Linked DNA regions of Mus musculus: regions 2 and 3 are each linked to region 1. Evidence: chromatin contacts called from public HiChIP or PLAC-seq and promoter capture Hi-C data. All regions are on one chromosome and are shown on one strand. Each heading gives the region's core, a stretch centred on a gene start, on an enhancer-like site or on the middle of the called end of the contact. The rest is flanking DNA. Distances are from core to core; before and after follow the strand shown.

Evidence for each region. Promoter capture Hi-C pulls out the DNA fragments that hold promoters and counts their contacts. HiChIP or PLAC-seq counts read pairs in DNA pulled down with a chosen protein or histone mark.
Region 2: a promoter capture Hi-C map of pre-B cells shows a contact between it and region 1. The contact joins the enhancer-like site here to the promoter of Lca5 in region 1. A contact is called at or near these places in 10 of 39 promoter capture datasets (the 3T3-L1 cell line, the C10 cell line, cranial neural crest and 6 more), 3 of 484 Hi-C or Micro-C datasets (Sertoli cells, Th1 cells and regulatory T cells) and 5 of 115 datasets of contacts at active chromatin or transcription factors (cardiomyocytes, embryonic forebrain, embryonic limb bud and 2 more).
Region 3: a FOXA1 HiChIP or PLAC-seq map of pancreatic cancer cells shows a contact between it and region 1. The contact joins the promoter of Bckdhb here to the promoter of Lca5 in region 1. A contact is called at or near these places in 1 of 484 Hi-C or Micro-C datasets (CD4 T cells), 1 of 115 datasets of contacts at active chromatin or transcription factors (pancreatic cancer cells) and 1 of 9 other capture datasets (adipose tissue).

What each region holds. Positions count from the first base shown.
Region 1 is chr9:83,438,989-83,443,830 of GRCm38.p6, reverse strand. Lca5 (Leber congenital amaurosis 5 (human)) reads left to right here and starts at 2,732. Exons shown (of 8, transcript NM_027448.2): 1 at 2,732-2,922. All of the region lies in intron 1 of Gm2087 (predicted gene 2087), which reads right to left.
Region 2 is chr9:82,954,499-82,959,340 of GRCm38.p6, reverse strand. All of the region lies in intron 6 of Phip (pleckstrin homology domain interacting protein), which reads left to right. Among named protein-coding and RNA genes, the nearest start is that of Gm39382, 9.1 kb to the left of the region's middle. Within about 2 kb of position 2,235, at least 2 of the 459 cell types and tissues checked have an H3K27ac peak or open chromatin away from gene starts, as enhancers often do.
Region 3 is chr9:83,922,864-83,927,705 of GRCm38.p6, reverse strand. It overlaps Bckdhb (branched chain ketoacid dehydrogenase E1, beta polypeptide), which reads right to left and starts at 2,569. Exons shown (of 11, transcript NM_001305935.1): 1 at 2,347-2,569. The coding sequence starts at 2,536. It overlaps Gm36278 (a long non-coding RNA gene), which reads left to right and starts at 2,701. Exons shown (of 4, transcript XR_379675.2): 1 at 2,701-2,876; 2 at 4,165-4,269; 3 at 4,373-4,511.

The sequences.
Region 1 (4,842 bases), core at 1,483-3,982:
AATGGTGAGGGGTGGGGCTGGTTCTAGACAGCCCTTGGATATCCATGTCATCCCCATAGGCTGCCTCCACCAGGGACTTCCCCGTGTTCTCTAGTGGTGATATGAACCATAGCCATCAACACTGACCCCTGAAACTGTGTAGCCATCGATCCAGGCATGATCTTCAGTGGCAGCTCAGGCTGGGACCTCACCATGGCCTCAGGAGGTGCCACTGGCCATTCAAAACAGGCTACTCCTCTCCACCCTTGAGTCTCCAGTCCCACCTCTCTTCACAATGCTCAAGCTGTTCCACTTCTCTTTCCCTCGCTTCTGGCCACAACATATTTGTACATCGTGGTTGTTCCCACTGTAGGATGGCCGTGCGGCCACCAGGCCCCTGGTTACAGCCTCCATCTCCCTGCATGGCGGGGGCAGCAAGTGAGTGTCTATGGTCTGCCTGTGCTGTTCTCAGGAAGGGGTCTGTGGATGGCGTAGCGATTGCAGGGCTCTTTCTGTCTTCCCCCTCTTTCGATGTGCAGCTTGGTGGTAGGCAGGGCTTTGTGGGTCTATGGCCTACATATGCTGTGGGGTGGAGGGCAGGTCTCTGGGTATCTTTCTCCTGCCCCTACCTTATGGCATGGCAGAATGCAGGTCTGCTTTCCTCCTCCTGTGCTGTGCTGCCTGGATTTGGTTTGATTTTTGTGTGTCCTAGGCATAAAACAGCTTTGGCTACTAAGCCAGGCATCAGGCTAGGGATGAAGAAAGGACTGCCCTCTGCTCTGCCCCTGACTGGTAGAAGAACAACATCAACAAGGTGTTTCATTGCACAATGCCCGGGGGGCGGGGGGTTGTTTTTTTTTTTCTTTCTGTTGTTTTTTGTTTGTTTAAGACAAGATCTTGCTATGTGTATAGCCAAGGCTAGGAGTTGATATATTCCTGTCTGAGGCTCACACATTTTGGATCATATCTGTCACACACAACTTTTTAAAAGAATGGTATCTTATGAAAAACTGAACTTTTGTTGAGGATGATCTGCTATTGTAATTATAAGATTATATGCACGTATATATATATACATACACACACATATATATATGTATATGTGTATATATATATATATATATATCTTTATTGTCTGATGTCAGGAAAACTATGTCTACCTCTGGCTAGTAAATGGTTTGAAGGTTCTAACAAGTCCTTCTGATTCTGCAATAGTAGTTCCCTCATAGGAAAAACTGCAGTTTCTTAAACATATGTAGAAATGGTTTTTTTGTGTGTGTGTGTCATTGCCATAGAGCATCAAACATGGCAAAGTCCTGCAGGAAAAAAAAGGGGGGGAGGGGCATTCATTGGCCAATGGGAGTCTGAAGCACTGTAGTAACAGGAATTCCTGTGAGACTAGAATACAAACCCAGAGTGCCCAACTGTGATTAGGATTCATCCCCAAACACAATCTTTACAAACGGCAGTTAAATATTTAATGCAGTTAAATAGTTTCAATTAGTAAAAATATTAAAATGTGGTTTGGTAGCTTCAGTTCTTTTTTCCTGGAAAGCTGTAACCTGTGTAGTACACAGTGAAGTGAAATGGTATAATCAGAAAACTGAAGTCCTAATAAAAATGGCAGATCAAAGTCATGCCATGTAGAAAGGTGAAGTTATCATCACACTTGGGACAAATCTTTAAAACATCAATTTGGTAAAACTGGCTTTGAGGAACTATAAATTATTTTGGTTATTTTTTTTCAAGGTCAAATAAAGTAATTGTTATCTCTGATAGAGTAACACTGTGTGGTGTAATAAGGACACTGAAAATGTTATACACAATTAGGTATTTTGTTTGGGAGATTTCTAAAATTTTAGATACTTTTTTGACTTGCCAGTAATGCTATTACCCTGTTAGAGAAATGCTCTAAAGATGCTAGATTTGGAAGTTAATAGCCATGTGGTTCTATCCTGATCTCACCGCTTACTACCCCCTGAATCTATTTTCTGGAGTATAAATGACAGCAGGCTTCAATCGGGAACTGAACAGTCTTATTAAACGGTCTGGATGAGAAGCTCAGAGAGCGTCAGAGCCCCCGTGGAAAAGATTTTCTTTATAGCTTCTTTACCTACTGCAATTAATACTGCTTAGTGTGCACTGTCAAGTTTAAAAGAAAAATTAGCCATCTAGCTGCCCTTAGCCCACTGTCATGCACTTCAGAATATTTCCTTTAAAAACAATTCTTTGAAAACATAACGAGAACAAACGTGTTCTCATTATCCTTTAGCCCCAGATTTCCTTCAGAACTTAAAAATCATGCGCAAGCCATATTCAAGATGTGTTATCTCAAGAAAGTCCAGAACCCAGGCAGCAGTATCATGAAAATATCAAGTCCACACCCTCCTACACATCAATTTCAGCGGAACCAGAAAAGTACATTGATTTCTTTATAACGAAATCCAAAATATTCAGAAAAAAATAGGGCCGGTTTCCAAGGGTTTTGTCCACAGACCCTTTCTGGAGCCGGCGTCCCTCTATGAGAAGGGTTGGCATTCTTTCGGTCTGTCCTGGGTGCTGGGCTCCGTGCAACTGTCCTCGCGGGTCGCGGTTCCCCGCCTCACCGGCCCACCAATGGTTGATGCCTCTCTCCTCGCCATCCCGCCTTCCGATGCCACAATAACCAATAGAAATGAACGTATGGAGTCCAGTAACCAATGGGAACTGGGGGAGGCGGAGGCCGGTCCTCCCGCGGTGCAAGCTGGGCTTCTGCTCCGTTGCCCAGGAGCCGAAGCCGCCGAGCCGCCGCCCGCAGCCGTGGTCCCTACAGTGAGTGAGTTCAAACTCCCCGCAACCGCAGTCTGCAGCGTCCGGGTACTCTAGGTCTCGGACCGTAGCTGTCGGTCGGACTCGGGGATCGGCCGATGATCCAGGCAGGAGCAGGAGGTGCCAGCTTGGAGGGTGAGGGGCGGGCCTCGGATGAGAGAGGAGGTCTGCGGCCGGGGGGGGGGGGGGGGGGGGATGGACGTGATGGGGCGGGGCGAGGCGGGGCTGATCGGCGGATGCTTTGGAGAGAAGGAAGAGAAAGTTGAGAGACTGGGATTTGTTAGCCCCCTAAAGCAGAAGGAAAGCATGTGCAGACGGATCCAAAGAAGAACGAAGTTACCAGAAAGAAACCCCTGGAGACTGGTGTAGATCGGGATGGGAAAGGAGGGCGCGCGGAGCCTTTCAGAGACTCTGGAACAGTCTAGGATATTATTGTTAACACTGTCGTTAAAGGGGAGAGACACTTTGGTCCAGGCTGTGGATTATTTTTATACATCATTGAGGGATGGAATGGAACGAATGAAAGTAGTTAGCAAAACCTACCTGTTGGCAGAACTGAGTTGGGGTGGATGCACATGCCTTTTGTTTCGCGCTAGCTGAATAAGGGAACAGTGTTTCCCTGTGTGACCAGTTCACCTGAATGTAAATTCTTAGTCACTTCATGGGCTTGATACGTAATGGTATCTTTTGGTTGGTAACAAGTTGCTAGGGGCTGTATTTTTCCTCCAGAGAAGTGCAGTGAATGGTAGACACATTGTGAGGATTAATTTTACGGAGGTATTTGTACCTATATTTGGGTAAGTGGGGTGGGGGCGGGGTGTGGAGGAAGGTTTTATGAAAGTAAATTTTCTTTTAGGATTGATTAATTGTGTGTGTGTGTGTGTGTGTGTGTGTGTGCGCGTGTTTCCTGTCCTGGACCAGCTCCTGCCTGCACATCTCAATCCCGAAGTTTGAGGGTCTTAACTCTTGGCCCAAGCAGAGTAGGCTTGACCACATACACATGGATGCTCAACCGTGCGTTCAGGATTAGATAGATGTCTTTGGGATCAACAGTCATAACTTAGGGCTTGAGAGCTGATTCAACCGTTAAGAGTACTAACTACTCTCCCACAGGCCCTAGGTTTGATTCCCAGCAGCCACATGGCAGCCCACAACTGTCTGTAACTCCAGTTCCAGGGAATCCTACGCTGTCTTCTGGCCCTTCTAGGTACCAGGAACTGTATCCATGGCACACAGACAGGCGTTCAACAAAACACTCACATAACTAACTTACTAACTAAACAAGCACACAAATAATCAAATATAAGTAAGTAAATTTAAAAAGTCATTTAAATGGTGAGGGATCGGGTGAGAGAGCTACAGGCATCCAGGAAAAGGGTAAATGGAGGTTTCATTTTTCTCATTCTCATTAATCTGTATTCTTTCTAGTCTCTCTCCACACTCCAATTTTCTATTAGTATTTACAGTATTTCACCCTGTGATCGGTTGTGCATTGGTTAGTATGTTTATTCAAATGTGTGGCAGGAAAGACGAGTTCTCTTAGTTCTTTAAATTGATGGACCGTCATTCAGACGTCAAAAGCAGTTGATGCCTCTGGAAAATAAATATTTCCAAAACTGTATCTCTTTAACATCACGGAACTACTTCTGTCAGACTTGCTAGAAAAAGACTCAAGCAGTCCCTCCTGTTGTCAAGCTTGGGGACACCCCCTCCTCTGCCCACGACTCAGTCTTCTATTTTTTTTTTTTTCATTCCATAACTCAGTCTTCTATTTTCTTTTTTCATTCCATAGTTTCTTGGCCAACTCCATCCTTCCTGGTGGCTTCTACTATCCATAACTTACTAGCACACCCCCAGTTTTGCATCTCTCCCAACTTCTGGGTAGGTAATTGTAGGTACTTCCAGTTGGATTAGCCTGCCCACAGGTACCTCAGACTCACTGTGTCTGATAAACCCCATGCGGTCAGATGATAGCATTTGCATCCAGCTTTACAAGTCAAAAACTTTGGAATTCTTCCAGGTTCTTCTTCTCATACTCGACATTTAGTCCATCAC
Region 2 (4,842 bases), core at 986-3,485, 480 kb after region 1:
TAATGTACAGCTGTAAATTATGTTATGAAGACTGATGATGTCACTAATGTTTCAGTTTTCCTGAAATTCCCTTACTAAAAGTTACATGTTGAGTTAATTGGTGTCATAATTTAATTTAGCTGTAATGTTAGTTAGCAAACAACTAGTTTTTCTTTTAATAGAGTGGCGTATTTTAAAATTTCAAAGAGAACAAACTTACAAATAAGTTTTCCTCTTGAGTTGCTTTATAGACACAGCCTAACACTTCTTAGTAGAACATTGTGTCTTTGAATTAATAGAGCATCTTCAGGGCTGAACTTGTTGATCTTGTCGCTTGCCTTTCTCCCTTCCAGGATATTGTCTAACACTGTAATATTAATTTCTATGGCTTTACCTTTGCTCTTCACAAAGAAGTACACAAAGGTAAATCCTTCCATGTTAGAGACTTACTTCTTGACCAGTATATCAACACGTGGCATTAGAGGTCATCATGTTAGTCTGAGCCTCTTCCCTCATGTGCACTGGCCTCCTTCACCGCCTTTATTGGAGGTGAAAAGTGCTCAGTATTTTAAAATAATGTCTGCTTCGTTACTTTTCCTCTGTAGAACTTCAGTTAAACAAATGCAGGACTTTTTGATGTAGTTTGTTACTCTCTTGTCTGTTTACATTTTTTTCTTTCTGTGGTAATATCCTGGTATTTGTATGATCATAATCATAGTTGATCATATTTTATTTATCTTCTTGGTGAGATTCAACACAATTTTGGTATTAATCTAACATTAAAAAGAATTCCATTTTGATTATATGTACTGCTTTTTCATATTCGTCACTTTGTCCTTGAGTGTTCTGTGTTCATTGTTTTTCCTTTCTTCCCTTCTGCTCACACTCTGTCCCTCTGCATTCCGTGCTTAGTTCTCCTCATGGAAGCATGGTCATGCCGGCCTGCTTTCTTGTTAGCTGCTTTCCTTCCACAGTTCACTTCCTTGTGTTTTTCTCTTGTTATAGTTTTCACATAATGGTTTACAGCTTGTGTTTAGTCATTTCACACTCAACTATTTTCTTTTTGTATTGCCTGTTGTTTCTAAATTTATTTTTCTTTAAATATACTTTCATTTGGCACAATGTTAATGTTAAAAAATTTTCACTTTTCTATCTTCTGTAAGTGCAAAGGGACATTGACCCTTCATGGTTATTTCTTTTCTTTTCCTTATAAAGCAGGAAGTTAGCTGTCAGACTCGCAAGATGTGTTTGCGTTATAGAAAAGTTCCATTGTTTAGATTTCCATTTCAGGTTCCAGGTGACAAGACAAAGGGGTACATTTTTTTTTTTTTAAATACCCATTTTCATAGGGAATCCAGTGCTTTTAGAGTTTTCATTTTTTAAGTAAATAATTGATCATCTTTACTTATAAGTTATAGATATGATGACAGATTCTCCCATCCCCATCTGGCAAGTGATTTAGTACTCGTTACGATGCACTCAGGCTCCCCTCAGTTCTCACGGCTGCTTTCCCACAGTGATTAGTGAGGTTCATGGTGGGTTTTCATCTTTATAAGTTAGAAAAATCCTTTTTGTCATCTTTTCATAAGATCTTAGACTTTTTGAATTTCTTTAAGGATCCGTTGAATTTAATATTTGAACATTTCCTGGGAATTTTTTTGGAAATGAGGAAGTTCATAGTCAGGCTGAGTATATTTTATGAGATAGTAGTAATTTGTTCAGCTCCTCACATGTCACTCAGTGAAATAAAATAATCTCCCACAAAATAACTTTTATAACATACAATGTTTTGATTGCTTAGGGACAGCCAATATAAATAAGTGTAGTATAAACTAGCTTTGAGTTTGTAGAACAAGTGGTGTCCTTTGCATTCCATAGCGGCTCTGTAAGAGGCCTCTTCTATCCACGGAGAAACCAAATTGTAGGTGAGTGGTAACAGAGTCAGTGCGTTCTCTGGTGATGATTTGCAGCTTCTGCATTCAATTCATGTCACTATTACACATCACCCTCTCGCCTCTGTTCAATTACTTACGCATTCATGTACACGCGGTGCCTATTATTTGAGTATAGTAATCTTTGGATTACTTTGTCTTAGTATAGAAACTGTGGAAATAATGGGGAGTGTATTCTTTCAAGTTAAGGACTTGAATTTGAAATCAGATACTCAGTTTTCTGAAAGAAACTTACAGGAACAACCTGTACATTCCACTTGTAGCCAAGGCTGACTTTGAGCTGTGACTCTTCCCTCTACCTCTTGGGAGCTGAGATTGTAGGCGTGTACACCTGGTTTATCTTGTGCTCCGGCTCCAACTCAGTGCTGTGCAGAAAGCACACGAATTCCACCAGCTAAGCCATAGTTCCTAACTTCCTAACCTCAAGTTTAGTGTTGGAGTAGTGGGATTTATTTCTCTAAAGTAGCTTTGCTTTTAGTTAGATCATTGCCAGTTTCATTACCATTGCAGCCATGCAAGAAAGCTACAGTAAATTTTCTTAAAGCAAATCTTAACATTATTTCATCCCTTTCTCTGTAAAGACCTCAAACCATGGTTTCACTGGAATTCAATTAAAATGTATCTGTCACATCATAATTTTTCTTTCCTGACAATTGTTGTTTTATATTTTGCGTGTTTGGAGTTTTTTCTTTTTTTTTTTCTCTTTCATTTTTATTGAGATAGGCTCTCACTGTGTTTCAGACTGACTTGTTAGGTTTTCTATTGTGTTTACTTTGTACTTTGCATGTGTATGCATGCTACTTATTTGTATGGAGGTTCGAGGACAAGTTGTAGAAGTTGGTGTTCTCCACGTTGTGGGTCCTGGGGATTGATCTTAGAGTATTTGGCTTCATGGCAAATCCCATACCCTCTGACCCATCTCCTGGTTCTACATTTTTAATGCTCTTTTATGGCCCCAGGACATTGCACATGCTGTTCTCTCAACCTGGGATTATATTCCCCTCCTGACAACTTTTTTTTGTTTTTTTTGTTTTTTGTTTTGGTTATTTTTTAGTTTTTTGATTTCTAGAAAAATTACTTAAACTACTGCCCCATATGTTTGGAACCTTTGCTATATGTTCCAAAATTTTCTTTATTTGATAATATTTACCATTGTTGTAAGTAAGTTTTTATTTCCTGTCTTCCTTGCTAGACTCAGTCTCCATGAGGATAAATACCGTGTCTTCTTTTTTTAATCTGTTAACATCCAGTTGACTACACTTGTATCATAATGCTCTATAAATATTAGTTGGCTTAAAGTTAAGTGACTGACATGTTTGACATAGAAAAAAGTTACCTAAAGTTGTAAAGGTAGACATGTGAGGACCTAGGTGTGATCTGTTAGCACCAACAAAAAGTTATAACATTTAAAGAATTTTAATTAAAATAACTAAGCTTTTTACCAGTACTTAAAAATTAAAGGTATTGTTACACTAGTATTTTAGTTGAAGCAGCAGATTGATTCCCAGGAAAGAAAAGGGGAAATAAATACCCTTTTAATGATAGTCACTATCTTTAATTTCCTTTTATTCTTTGATATGTCCTTGACTTATGAAGCTTTTTGTGTAATTCTTGGGATTATCATTACTTCCTGTCTGAAATTTCAGCTGCTTTGCTTCTCTTTTTTAGTTAATATTAATCTTTTACAGTATTTACTAAATCTGTTGGTTTTAAGTAGAACAACTAAACAACAAATCTGCACATGTGAGGAGTTCCTGGTCGCTCTTGAGTATCCTAGTCCTTTTACTCACATACGTAAAGTAAGGAGGAAAGTCAGGAGTATTTCCATCTCTGTTCCCCATTACCTCTCTTCATGATTATTAAATGATTTTGGGATTGTCCTTCTAATACTGTTGGAGCTGCTGTTCATTATGTGATTTGTCTTGTTCTACTCTAGGTGGTGCTGTAGATACGAACCAAATCATGTTAATGTTTTCCACATGCTGTCTGGCCTTAATGTCTTTCTTAACAGTAACCTCAGAATAATTTGTATGTGTATAGTGATTTAGTTGTTTCCTTTTAAATCTTTCTTAATAGAACTATCTCTGACACTTAACTCACTGAGCCAACCCTTCCGAGAGTTTTTATAAATAAAACTTAAATGGAAGGCCTTTTAGTTTATCTTCTGGCTTACAAACTAGACTCTGTGATGGGTAAAATTCTTTTGTTGTTGCTTTTGTTTTTGAGACATGGTGTCCTAATGGAGCCCTACGCTAGCCTTACACTTGAACTCCTCTGCCTTAGTCTCATGAACACTGAGATTACAGGTACAGTCCACTTTGCCCAACAATATATAAATCCTTTATATCAGTTTTTAGTCCATTTAAAATTGGCAGTGGGCATTTTCTGGAGAATAATATACTTTCATATTCTTTAAGATGTGTACTTTGTATGCTTTTTATAATTAAAGTTAAATTTCTTGACTCTGAAATCTTATTTTCTATCAAGCTTTAAATTTAAGCTAAAAAAATGAATGCAATTGGTTATATAATAGTGTGGGATATTTCCTTTTAGTCTTGTTTCCTAATGTTATACTCCGGCACCATATTGTTGGGATCATTAAAATTTACTTTTAAGTTTTCTTACTGATGAGGCCTCTAGTCTGTTATGATAAAGATGACAAAAATATATACCAAGAGTATTGTGTAGTGTCTAGAATGTTGGAGAGCACTCAGTACATATTGGCCACTATCACCCATTATTTAAAGATCTGCTGTGCTGACATTTTTCAGCATTACTGAACTTCATCTGCTAGTATTTTACTTTTTAAAAATACATTTATTTTTGTTTGTGTACTTGTGCTACAGTGCATGTGTGTGTGTGTGTGTGTATTATATATATCTACATATCTCTATATATCTATATCTTAGAA
Region 3 (4,842 bases), core at 1,320-3,819, 480 kb before region 1:
AAGTTAGCACAAAATCCCAAGGCTGTGTGCCTGGGCTTTTCAGCATCATTAGCCCCTAGCACACTCTTACACATTCCTCTTACATATTCTTTTTTTTTTTCTTTTTTTCTTTTTTTTTCTTTTTTTGGTTTTTTTGAGACAGGGTTCATCTGTATAGCCCTGGCTGTCCTGGAACTCACTTTGTAGACCAGGCTGGCCTCCTCGAACTCAGAAATCCACCTGCCTCTGCCTCCCGAGTGCTGGGCTTAAAGGTGTGCACCACCCGGCACTCTTACACATTCTTACACACTCTCACACTTACTACACTGAACACTCTTATACACACTGGGGGTAAACTGGGGATTCAAAGTGGGCATTTAAAAACTCCATTAAACCATTCATGTCTTTGAGTGAGAACTCTAATCTCTAGGGCTCTATCATTGGGGGCAGGAGAGCCACATGCATGAAATGTGTGTGATTTTTCTAATACTGTGAAACTATGACAAATGCATGGTATTGTCTATTGAAAGTTTCCCTTTACTGCGTTATTACTTCCAAGATGGCAAACACTGTGTCATTCATTCATATATATATATATATATATATATATACATAAATTTTATTCAGCCCTCAGCTCTCCTCTCCTTTTGAAATCGCTATTATCATTAATCCCTTAATTACAGAGATGTGAGGCTTGCAGAAGTGAGGACTTCAAAGTCTCAGGGGAACCGGGCGTGGTGGCGCACGCCTTTAATCCCAGCACTCGGGAGGCAGAGGCAGGCGGATTTCTGAGTTCGAGGCCAGCCTGGTGAGTTCCAGGACAGCCAGGATTACACAGAGAAACCCTGTCTCTAAAAAAAAAAAAAAAAAAAAAAAAAAAGTCTCAGGGGATGGGGACAAAACCAAACTCAAGACCCTGACTCTCACTACTGAACTCTACAGATCAACAAAACTCTACAGCAGTACAGGAAGTTATTTTTCTAGTTGATGCAAATTGGACTTGTATTAAAACTACAACTGTGGAAAAGACAGAGCTCTGGAAGAATGAACCTCAAAAGGTTTAGCAGCATCCACCATGAGAGGTGCAATCATGTTGTCACTTTTTTCTAAACTCTGCCTTTTATCTGTAAGATGTTTGTACTGTTTCTATAGTAACAACCTAGAGCCATGACATCACTCGGATTTTAGTAATTTCACAACTGTGGAAAGGAGAATTCGGAAGACCTCTGCTCTATTTCTCCATTACCAGGCCAAAGTTTCTTTGCTGTGAAAACAGTACTGAAGGCTGAGAGGGAAAAACGAACTGCTGTTCATCTTTCTAGTCCTACTATTTCACAAAACTGGGAAACCCCGTCATTGAAATTATTTCTAAAGGCCTCTTTATTGCCTTCCGTGGAGTGGCAAGTCTGGAATCCTGCTTACTAGATTCTGACCATTGGCGCTATGTCTCATGAACTTATGTCCTGTGTACTGTTGAATAATCTGCTTCAAGGCTTCCGTTTATCTAACTGCAAAGCAAACATGAAAACATGACCTACCTCACATGAAATTAAATCTTGTCCTATGAACTAAATGAGATGAGGAATGTAAATTTCACCAATAGCAAGCTTTCGGTTAAATATTCCATTATTGTTCACAAGTAAAGATGGGCTTCCAAAAACTGCCAGCCCCAAGTTATTAGACAAAAAAAAAAAAAAAAACAGTGTAGGTTTTCCTTACTTTCTCCTGGTGCTCTGCAGTTAGACCTAGGATGGAGGGCGACTGCATAAAACTTACAGGAGAAACAGTCAGAGTGAGGCAAAGGTGGCAGGACAGGAGCCTGCCCCATTCCCTTCTGTTCGCTCTTCTCCACCATCTCTATGGAATACTGCTTGGCCAGGTGACAGCGGGGCCCAGCAGGAGCTCTGTATGAGGCTGAAATAGAAGTCTGGATTCTTTCCCATCTTTAGGCAGAACCTGTCTCGTGACCTTGAGAAAATCAAATTCTAGTATTTACTCCCTAGGTTTACATTTTCAAATGAAAATTAAAAGGCAAGTGTTTTACAGACAGTTGCCTCAAGTTAGTGACTCAGTCTAGGACAAGCTAACACCTAAGACCTGATATGGGGAAAGCATGGATAGAACTCAGGGGAAGGGGGCGGGGGAGCGCTCTTTGGACAACTCCTCTACACCCTCAGGCCCTAGCAGAAGGCAGAGTGCCCTCTCACCTATCTTGAAGTTCCAGGGGCTGCATCTGAAGGGAAGAATCACCAAGGACGAGTAACAGGAACGCAAACTGACCCGAACCAAGGAGGCTCTAGAGTAGAGTCTAGAGTCTAGGGCAAGGCAAGGATAGAGCCGGGATGCAGCAAGATCCCCAAATCTCACCATACTGCAGGGACTCTGGGTCCGGATGGAAAGTGAAGTGGGCCACCCGCCGCTTCTGGGCCGTGTCCTCGCCCCCGGGTTGCAGGAAGCCTTGCACCAGCGCAGCGCAGCGCAGTCCGCACCGCCGCCGCTCTGCTCCCGCAGCCCGGAGCCACAGCAGCCCACCCGCGCGCGCAGCCACCGCCGCCATCCCCAGTTCTCAGGCACCGCAGCCCACGCTGCCGGCAGGGAGGGAGGAGCTAAGACGCAGGCTTCCTCATTGGGCAGCCTCGAGGGGCGGGTCCGTGAAAGAGACCAATCGGAGACGGAAGTTCGGGGGCGGGGATGGAGACGCTATGACCTGGCGGCCCGCCCAGACGGAAGCCATACCAAGGCCCCTGCAGCCTGAGATGTGGTCCCTGGGTCCCACCCCAAAATCAGCTGCAGGACTTGGGGTGTCACAACGCGACTGCCTGTGTTCTTTCGCAGTGTCATTTTTGCGGTGCATTTTTCAGTAGCGTTTTCGTTTTAGGCTGTGTTTCTCATAGTCTGTAAGTGCAATATGGTCATTGCAAAGACAGGCGTTGGTTTCGAGTTTCCGAAAAAATCTAGAATTCGGGAAAGGCCTTCACTCTTATTTTGAAATAGTAAATATATTTAAATCTTTAAAATTGATTTTGCTTATCCTGATTTAGATCATATCAAAAAATAGTAAGTAGAGATTTCGGCCTTCAAATCCACTAGGAATTTAAAGTCGAGGTGCAGCAAAAATCACCTAATGGTCTTACTCTGTGTAACTTAGAAATATGCAAGTTGCCGGGCGGTGGTGGTGCACGCCTTTAATCCCAGCACTTGGGAGGCAGAGGCAGGCTGGTCTACAGAGTGAGTTCCAGGACAGCCAGGGCTACACAGAGAAACCCTGTCTCAAAAAACCAAAAAAAAAAAAAAAAGCAAGTTGAATGACTGATTTAAAGTCAAAATAATCAACTTTATAAATTTTATCTTAAAATATTTAAGTGTTTTATATATATCATATATATCACATACATATCAAATATGATATCGCATATATATCATATATATGATATGTGTGTGTGTATTTATTTATCTTCCTTAGCCATGAGTTGGAAGATAGCCATCAAAATAGAATACAACAGAGGCAAGAAAGTATGTCTAGATCTCGAGGAAGGATTCCAGAATGGAGAAAGTATTATGACAGACTGAGAGAACAGAGAGGAAGGAGCCAGGAAGAAACATTCCTCCTGTAGTATTTGTGACCTCTTAACAGATGTTAGGTTTAGCTAAGAAGCACGGGGTAAGAGTAGAAATGGAATTCTACGTATTCAGAAATGCACACAAAGGAGACAGCTTAGACAGTGGCATTCAAATGTGGTAAGAGACTTAGAACAGCATGAAGAGAAACAAGCTCTTGAAGGTCAAAATGCTTCCAGAGGTAAGGCTGACCTGCACCCAGAGGATTAGAGGTTGCCAAAGCAGAGCACAGAGAACCATAGTCTTCCACAACAGGTGAGGTGGGTGCAAAGGCTCATTGTCGTGAAAGAATGAAGTGTCTTCCAGGGCAAGGAAAGAAATGTCTTGTTCCTATGCTGAGAGCCTCTGCCTGCCCCCATCCCCAGCTGCATTGAACTTCGTTTGGGAAACTCTCTTTTCAGGGAGTCAGGCTATCTTTAAATGCCTCTGGGAAGTGCAAAAATTGGAAGTTTTCAGTAATTTGATAATCCCAAAAAAAGATGAAACTGACTACATTTGGAATTTCTGATGGCTGGGTTCCTCATGACACCTTAATATGCTGCAAATGGGCTATCTTCTTTGTTTGAGCCATTTCCACTTGGGTTTCTGACTAATCCCTGGGGACACGGAGAGCCTGTGAAGATGGAGCCAATGGACATCACAGTTGCTCTTCTTTCTTCAGAATGATTCTTGGTTCGTTTTCTCTCACAGAACTTCACTTCAGTCTACTTCTGCTGAGATTCGTCCCTCTTTTGATTCAGTGACTATATGTAAAAAAGTAACACTTTCTTTGCAGATGGATCCAGAGGAATATCACTACCTTCAAGCTAGCGTGCCATACAGAAGAGTAAAATGTTGCTCCGGGGTGGCTAGGAAGTATGCAAATGTGGCCTTCAGAACGAAGAAACTTGGAGACATTTGGCAGTTAATAATGGGTTTGTAACAGGATTTATTGTTTTATACATATGCACTCTTTAAACTCAAGGTTTTAAAAAGACAAGTTAGTCAATGAAAACTGAGTTGAAAGGACTAGGGTATGGCTGAGAGGGTAAAGGAGCTTGCTGCTAATCCTGATAACGTGGGTTTAATACCTAAAGATGACATGTTAGACAAGAAATAACTCCTGAAAGTTGCCCTATGACCTCCACAAGATGTCATCGTACGTATACACACACACACACACACACACACACACACACACACCACACACACACAAAGTGTAAGAAAAAGAAAACTTTGATGGGCAGAGAATTGCTTGTCCTGGTT